Linked DNA regions of Rattus norvegicus: region 2 is linked to region 1. The links are chromatin contacts, called in public Hi-C maps. All regions are on one chromosome and are shown on one strand. The core of a region is the stretch at or near the end of the contact, and the rest is flanking DNA. Distances in the headings are between cores, read along the strand shown. Region 1 has its middle 50 kb from the start of Thy1. Region 2 holds the start of Thy1 (Thy-1 cell surface antigen).

Region 1 (4,147 bases), core at 1,227-3,726:
CATTTCTCCGGACCACTGGCCCAAGGGGAAGCATCACAGTCCCCCGCCCCCCACCCCGCCCACTGGCTCTGCACCCCATCCAATCCTGCCATCCAGCAGGAGTGTGTCCTATGCCCCTGATGGGGAGATGTGCCTGAGCATGGCCTTGGCTTCCTTGTAACTTACTCACTGTACCAAAGACAGATTTGGGGGGAAGGGGAATCTCACTGCTGACTTCTCACTGTAGGGATGTGTGAAAGGAAGAACACAAAGTCAGAGAGAGGGGGGATGACATGGTACAGAGCATCAAGGGGGGACTTTGGGGTGTCGAAGATTCTGGAAATTTCCCCGAAAACAGGGAATGCGATGTGGGGTTTTCACAGGCTGAGTGTAATCAGACAAGCTCCTCGGTGGAGTCAGGATAGGGTGGGGAGCACCAAGGACAGGGCAGAGGGCCTGCACCAGGGGAAGTGTCCAGGTGAAGAGTTGGGGGTGAGACAAGATAGGGACAATGGGGGAGACAGTGAGGCCCCAAGGAGGGAAATACATCCACAGCACAGGGTGACTGAAGGCATGAGACAGGGAGGAAGACTGGGGTGTAGAACCGTGCCGGGAAATTTGGTGAGGCAGAGCAGGTGGAGAGCCGGTGACTCCCAGCTCCCTGACAGATTCCTGGTCTGGAACATGTGCCATGCTCCTCACATGAAAGAAATGTGTCCTGTGGTCAGGGAGTTCCAAAACAGAGTACTCCATGCTTATGAGGTACCTAGAGACCTGGCAGACTTAGCCAATAAGCTTTCCTTCCCAGACACCCCTCCCTGCAAAAGGCCCCAGCCTGAGAAGTGGAGTACGGTTTTACACATCCATTTTCCACCGTGACAATAAACTGTTTGGAACCACGGACTGTCTCTTTTCATCAAGATCCTCTGTGGGGAAGCCATGAAGAAGGCCTTCACCTACAGAGCTGCAGCCTAATCTCCCTCTCCCAGCCACACTGCCACCAAGCCAAGGAAAATCTCCCACTCCTACCTCCACCCCACCCCACCCCCCGTCCCTAGATCTAGCTAGATGCTGTCTCCACTCCACAGCCCCAACTCCATTCTCAGCTCTTTGGTGACTCCTAGCAGCACCTGAATGTCCAAGAGTCTGAGAGCCCCATGCCCCGGCCTTGTCACAGGCCTGGGGACTGAGCGGCTCCTGCTTTCCCACATCACAGACTAAGTTTTCCCACCCCCATGGAGCAGTGTCTTGGTGCTTCCCTACAGCCCAGCACCCGCCCCAGTGGCTGTGTGGAATAAGTGCAGTTGAACTCCCTGAGTTCTGCCTCCCCGAGTGACTGTGACCAGTGGCAGAGCAGAAACCGTGGGCCAACAACATACCCAGGGTGATTCCTTGGAGAGGGAGGGAGAAAAACCAGGAACCTTGGTTGGATACCTGAGTTCAGAGCCCTGTGAGCTGTCCTGGGGGCATGTCAGGCAGGCAGGAGATCCATGGGCCTAAAGGCCTCAGAGATTCTTTACTGAGGCTCTCACTCAACACAACCCCAGTCCTGGGACAGGGAGGATACCTCAAAGTGGCAGGGTGGGCAGCCAAAGATACACAGAGAAACTCTGTCTCAAAAACCAAAAACAAAATAATATAAAACAAGAATGAGATAAAACAATGGGCCTGAGACATGACTCGGTGGTTACGGGAAAGTATTGCTCTTCCGAAAGACTTGAATTCTGTTCCCAGAACTCGTGTCAGACAGCTCACAGCTGCCTGTAACACCAGCTCCACATGGACACACTCTAACACAGACACAGCATACATGTAATTGACAAAATAAACTCTGTGTGTGCCTATATGTGGAGAGAGAGAGAGAGATAGACAGATAGACAGATAGATTTCCACTAAGATACAAGAATAGGGATCTTGTCCTAACAGAGGTTCTCAAAAATGTTTTTCTTTGTGTATGTGTGTGTGTGTGTGTCTGTCTGTCTGTCTGTCTGTCTGTCTGTCTGTCTGTGTGTATGAACTTCTGTGAGCATATGTAAGGAGAATGTAACCTGGAGTTCAGACTGCCCCCCACCCCACCCTCCACCAGTACACCCCACTCTCCACCCCTGCCCCCAGAGCAGGACTCTGACTTGCTTCCTAGACAGGGTGTCCCTGCTCCCTGACCTTCCCCACCCAGCAGGAGCCCTCAAAGGCTATTGCCTCTGAGCCTTCTGCACACTCCAGGATGAAAACCAAGAGGCCTGCATCCCAATCCACCAGGTTTTCCAGGAAAATCCTCCCTCTTTCTTTCCAGCCTGACCACACTGTCCCCAAGATACAGCCTGCGGCCATTCCGTCACAAGAGACTCTCTTCCCCTCCTTCAAAGCTTGCACAGTGCTGCTGGGATTGTACCAGCTGACTTATATGTGGCGAGGGAACTGGATTCCATCAGGAAGTCAGAGATGCGTGTCTCTCCAAGGAGGAGGGCATGAGAGCAGGCTCTAGCAGTGGGAAAAAGGAAGAGGGGCCCCTTGGAGAGTTCACTGCTCCAGGATGTGGTTTGAATTCCATTCTCCTCTCCCAGCCACTCCCTCTGCACCATTTATTAAGGGAACCAAATCAAAAACACAAGATGTAATTGCACGATGGACTCAGGCTCCAGAGATTGGGGGTGGGGGAAGAGGCAGATGGACCACAAACCCGGGAAGAAAGCAGAGTCAGCACCCATGTTAAACGGCCCACTCCTGTGAGCTCAAGGAAGGCTGTCTGATGAGCGTCACTTCAAGACACACACATACACTGCCCCAGAGTGCAGGCCCTGTGGGAGGGACAGGATATGCCCCCACCCCCTTCGTGTCCCCCTTCATCGATGCAAGCATGTCCTCAACTGCTCAGCCCTCTCTGTAATGCAGCCCCTCTCCTTCTAACCAAAGGTCTTCCTCACGGCCTCCTTCCCTCCTTTTCCCTCCTTGTCCTAATCTAGAGCACTCCCCTCCGTGTGTGTTTCCCTCACTCAGCATCAGAACCCTCCAGCTTCCCGCTTTGCACCCCTGGACCACATGAAACCTGTGGCCCCTGCCTGCTCCTTCTTCCAGGCATGGAAGTTTCTCTCAAGCCAGAGCTCGCTCCCTTCCACCGTTCCCTTGGCCTTGAGTCCTCTCAACGGCTTGCCCAGTGCTCTCTAAACCCTTCCGTTCCCTACTGCAGTATGAAGGGCACCTTGGCCTTCTGCAGTCTAGCCCACTGGTGTCTCACCGTCCGCAGCATGGCCATACCCTCTGCCTATCCCTGAAGTGGCTGGAGCTCTTCTACTCCTCCACACCCCTTTCCTAACTTCCCTCCAGATTCTCTCCCCGGTCAGCCTCTCAATGCGATGTTTTTCAGAGTTTGACCTGGAACCCCCTTTATTCCAAATTACTACGATCTCCATGGGGCGGCCTGGAATCTGCCACCCATGTAAGGAGGGAGGCTGTCCAGGTTTTCATTTGCTGATATTTGTCTGATGTGCCAGTCTTACCCATAGGCACTCCAATCGTCCATACACCCTCTTCCCACACCCCTGCAATCCTCCAGATGTGAAAAGTTGCCACACACCAGCTCCAGCCCACAGCCTTGCCCCTCAGCATTACCCACCAGCTGCCAATCACAAACCAGAGGAACAAAGGGCATTATTTTATTGAGTCATTAGGCTCCCAGCACGGGGCCAACAGCTTGCTTGTATGCCTTCTTGTTTCCAATGACCTTGTGTACTAGATACACAGCTCACCTATTTTACTCTTTGCTTAAGGTAGCCCAGGCTGACTTTGAACACCCAATCCTCCTGTCTCAGCCTCCTAAGTGCTTTGGCTCTGGGTGTATGCCATCTTACTTATGGGCCTCAGTTAAGGATCAGAGAAGGTAAGTGACCTGCTCCAGTCTGAAGGTCACCAGGGGCAGGGCAGTGCATTTGGAGCTCAGGTCAGACGCAGCCTGATTCAACTCTTATCTGTTCCCCAAGAGTGCAGACCTGACCGAATACATTCCCTCATGGCAACCTGACCCCTAACGTGTGTCCAAAGCTATCCCAGCTCCTGCTCCCTCCCTAGCCTTAAGGAAGGGCTCAGATCATCCTCACCAGTGGAGACCTTTGCTACCCTTTTAGCACAAGCAACCTCCTTGGCTTAGGATAGCTTTGTCCTCCTCTCTCTT
Region 2 (4,147 bases), core at 867-3,366, 50 kb after region 1:
GCCCCAAGCTGTGGGAAGAGAAAGTGTCAAACTAAAGCAATAGTTATCTGATAAGAAAGATCCCTAAACATGACTCAGAAGCCACTAACCCGGAAGGAACACACAGCAGTTCAGGGACAGGAGAATACAGCATGTGTGGAGTGAGAAAAACAAGAGGCTGAGTGAATGAGGAAGAACAGTGTGGGTGAGCGGCTGAGGCCAGGGCACGGGGAATCCTCGGAAATCCCCCTATGAATTTTTAAGAGCCCACCCAGGAAAGCTGGGTGAAGGGGGTGGTTTTCAGGGTCCCTGTTCCTTAGCACCCAAGCCCTGGGGAATTTTACATATATACCCCAGGAGTTCAGTGGTTTACCAGAAAAAAATAACCCTGACTCCTGTTAGAATACCCCAATATCTCCAACACTGAAGAACCACCTTGCTCCCCAAGGGTGGGGACTGAAATTGCATCTGCAGGCTCAGGGATGGCTTCAACAGTGCCATTACTGTATTGAAAGCTTCAGTGACTGTGCCAGGGCCAACGTCTATGAAGAACTAGGAGAACAAGCAGGCAGACGGCTGAGAGGCAGAGCCAGGCCACAAGACTCCCCAACCAGAATTCAGAGCCCGGGAATCAAACTAGCCTTTTAGAATTTTAGAAACCATAAATACAGGGACCAGCAGGAAGGTTCAGTGGGTAAAGGTGCTTGCCAGCAAGCCTGACGGCCAAGGTTCAGTCCCCACAAACTACATGGTAGAAGGAAGGAGCCACTTGACTCTGGAAATCTATCCTCTGTCTTCCAAACATGTACGCACACAGACACATACACAGACACACACACTATAAACAATTTTAGATTTCATTTAAAAATAATATGTAAACAAATCATTACCACAGGTTTTAGAAAGAGCCTCTTGGTGACACCAAGTTGATGGTATAGATGGGGTGTCCCTGAGGACTAGAAACTGGATCTCGGTCTTTCTGGTTAGTCATATAACCCCATTGTGAGAGTCTCTTTTCTCTTCCACTAGCTGAGGGGCGGAGTGGCTCAACACTGGACACTTGAGTTCCAAAGTCCTACAATTGGTCAGCCTGGCTACTCGCCAGCCATGAAGTAACAAGAAGTGGGTCGGATGAGTCTGTTGGGATGAGAGTGGGGTTAGTAAGTGACCAAGGATGCAATGACCCCGGCAATGGTGGATAGAAAGCATGTCTCCTTTCCTTGTCTAAAGACCAAATGGGAGAGTACTCACGGAAGTGAGAGCATTCTAGCTGGTTGGACCAGAAAGTGCAAGTTCAGCTAGCAGGGGTGGTACATACTTTTAACTCCAGTACTCCGGAGGCAGGGGCAGGTGGATCTCTGTGAGTTCAAAGGCAGCCTGCTCTGTGGAGAGAGTTTTGGGACAGCCAGGGTTACACAGAAAAACCCTGTCTGGAAAATCCGAAGGAAGGAAGGAAGGAAGGAAGGAAGGAAGGAAGGAAGGAAGGAAGGAAGGAAGGAAGGAAGGAAGGAAGGACTTCAAGATCTGCAGTCATAAGCAGAAAAAGCAATGTTTCCCCCGCAGAGCTAAGTGTTTTGAGGACTTGGAGGTGGGCATGTCGGGAAGCAGAGACAGACCAGGAAGGTGCGCACCCCTTGCCTTGCCTCCGAAGGGCTGCTCTAGTATAGAAAACAACCAGTCCATTTCCTTTGCTCAAAAACCAGGCTCCAAAGCCAAAACTTGTCACTGGAGGCTCAAGAGCAGGTCTCCAGCCTAGAAGCAAAGGGAGGGGGAAGCTTGCCGGCCTCCCCACAGCATTCTTTACCCTCCAGTTGGTTATCCAGGCTTCTAAAGGTTCTAGCAAAGAGAGAGTTACAACCTTAAAAGAAGAGCATCCCGGGGTATGAGAAGGAGGCTGCCCCACCCCAATCCCCAGAGTCCCTAACGGTCTTTTCCCTGAGCAAGCCAGCCCAACCACAGGGCTCAGAAGTGCCTCTTTGGTAGCAGCAAGTCACTTCGGACTCTCCAATGGAACACCTCCAGTCAGCCCTCACCGACCACCCCACCCCCTCCATCTTTTTCCTTAGCCTCCGATTGGCTGAATCTAGAGTCCCTCCCTGCTCCCCCCCTCTCTCCCCACCCCTGGTGAAAACTGCGGGCTTCGCGCTGGGTGCAGCAACCAGAGGCGTTGGTGCACCAAGAGGAGGCTGCAAGCTAGGGGAGCCCAGGTGAGAGCTGGAGCCAGGGGGGGACCCGCGCAAGCAGGGACAGCCGCAAGGCGAGGATGCAAGCCTTCCCCAGCGACAGCTTTGGGAAAGGATACCAGGGCGCTCCTGTATGGGGACACGGGTACTGGGGAACAGACCTGCTCCCAGGCTGGGGCTGGAGTGGGAGGCTGTGCAGGGTCACGGGCTTTTTCCTGCTGATGGGCGCTTTCTAAGAGTGGGTGTTGGAGGAGAACCGTGATGAAGGACATCGAGGACAGCCTTTGGTTCTGCTTTCCACCCAGAGGTCCCCAAGCTCAGATCGCCTTAGTGGTGAGAATAGAGGGAGGAGGTGGGTGGCAGGCTGGAGGGAGTCTCCGCCGGGTGACCTCGTGGCTGGCTGGGTGCGGGGCACCGCAGGTAAGGAAACCGCAATGTTGCGGGAGGGGACTGGGTGGCAGGCGCGGAGGAGGGGAAAGCTAGAAAGGATGCGAGCGAGCGGGGGTGGGGGAGGAGAACCTCAACTGGTAGGGAAAATTAAAATGCGGAAATAGCATCAGGGTGGGGTCAGCCAGGCGGCCCTCAGAAAAGGGGCGCAAAGTTTGGCTAGATGTGGGCTTAGGTGGGCTGGGTATAAGATAGGAGCGCCAGAAACAAACTGAGCCTCTGCCAGACGTCGACCCCTCCATCTAGTTCTGCCAGGCTTTTGCAGCCCCAGCCCCATATCTCTCCTCTAGTGTTCCCTCTTCCCTCCCCTGAATCCCAAATCCGCACTCCCTCCTCCATAACCCAGTGTTATCAGATCCAAGCCCTAAGCTGCCCGGCAACCCTCAGGAGGTGGAAGCAGACGGATCAACTTGGGCTACCTCACGAGTTCCAAGCTCACCAGGGCTTCTTAAGGAGACCTTGTCTCTAAAATAAATAAATAAATAAATAAATAAATAAATAAATAAATAAATAGTCCCTTTTCTCTGCCCTAGTGCCTTGGGATCCGGCTCCTGGCCGCAGCTCCTCCCCTGGCTGAAATGACATTCGCTGTCATAACCCATCCTGGGGACCCTAGTCTCTTTCCCCATGGACCTTGAACTTCGAGAATAGCAGAATGGCCCACCCTGCGCAATGGCTGTTTCTAACCTAGGTGGAGCTCGAGAACTCTAGCAGACTGTGCCTGTCTTGGGCAAGGACAGGCTAGACTACCTGCCAATGTGTTGAGCTGGGGCACTGCAGGGAAGGCAGAAAACCTGTGCAGGGCAGCTATGAACACTAGACCGGAAAACTGCAGCCCTAGGAACACTTCAGAGCTGGCCATATGCAAGCATCTCTGGCTTATGTGCAGTCAGAGGGCTGTGGCTTCTCACTCGTGTCCTGTGTCCTGTACAGGCCTCTGTGGCACTTGCCTGATCCCATCCCTAACCATTAAGCTTTCTGGATCACTTATCACTTGGCGCATAGTTACTGGGTATTTATCATTTTCTTAGACTCCAGTCGCAATCCTATTTGAGTGTAAATATTTATTCAGTAAATATCTTTCATCCTGTGCTCAGGGAACCAAGGCAGGACATCCTGAGATGCATTGGAAGGGGAGATACAATTTCAATAAAACAAAAGGCCAGGTGGTGGTACATGCCTATAAGACCAGCACTCAGGAGATGGGAGTGGGGTGGGGGTAGTGTAATGAGTTTTAGGCCAGCCCAAGCTACATAATTAAACCCTGTCAGTAAATAAATAAGTATTTGAGCACCCACTATATGTTAGGGCTGACCTGGACATGAAGGATCACTTTCTTGGTTCTTTTTTTTTTGGAGCTGGGGACCGAACCCAGGGCCTTGCGCTTCCTAGGTAAGCGCTCTACCACTGAGCTAAATCCCCAACCCCGAAGGATCACTTTCTGAACAAGGAAGTATTTGGGGTTTTGTTTGTTTGTTTAATGGATATGGAAGTTTTCACTTGGAAAGATTGATTGCGTTCTGGAGACTTGCTCCACA

What was found. Hi-C and Micro-C count contacts between places; a contact is called where the count stands out from the background.
Region 2: a Hi-C map of the A7r5 cell line shows a contact between it and region 1, with 3 times the contacts expected there. The contact joins the promoter of Thy1 here to the enhancer-like site in region 1. A contact is called at or near these places in 5 of 12 Hi-C or Micro-C datasets (the A7r5 cell line, the Rat2 cell line, Schwann cells and 2 more).

The regions. Positions count from the first base shown.
Region 1 is chr8:53,233,850-53,237,996 of GRCr8, forward strand. No RefSeq gene overlaps it. Among named protein-coding and RNA genes, the nearest start is that of Thy1, 50 kb to the right of the region's middle. Within about 2 kb of position 2,477, at least 8 of the 93 cell types and tissues checked have an H3K27ac peak or open chromatin away from gene starts, as enhancers often do. A contact at or near this core is called in the A7r5 cell line, where this site is marked.
Region 2 is chr8:53,284,280-53,288,426 of GRCr8, forward strand. Thy1 (Thy-1 cell surface antigen) reads left to right here and starts at 2,117. Exons shown (of 4, transcript NM_012673.2): 1 at 2,117-2,186.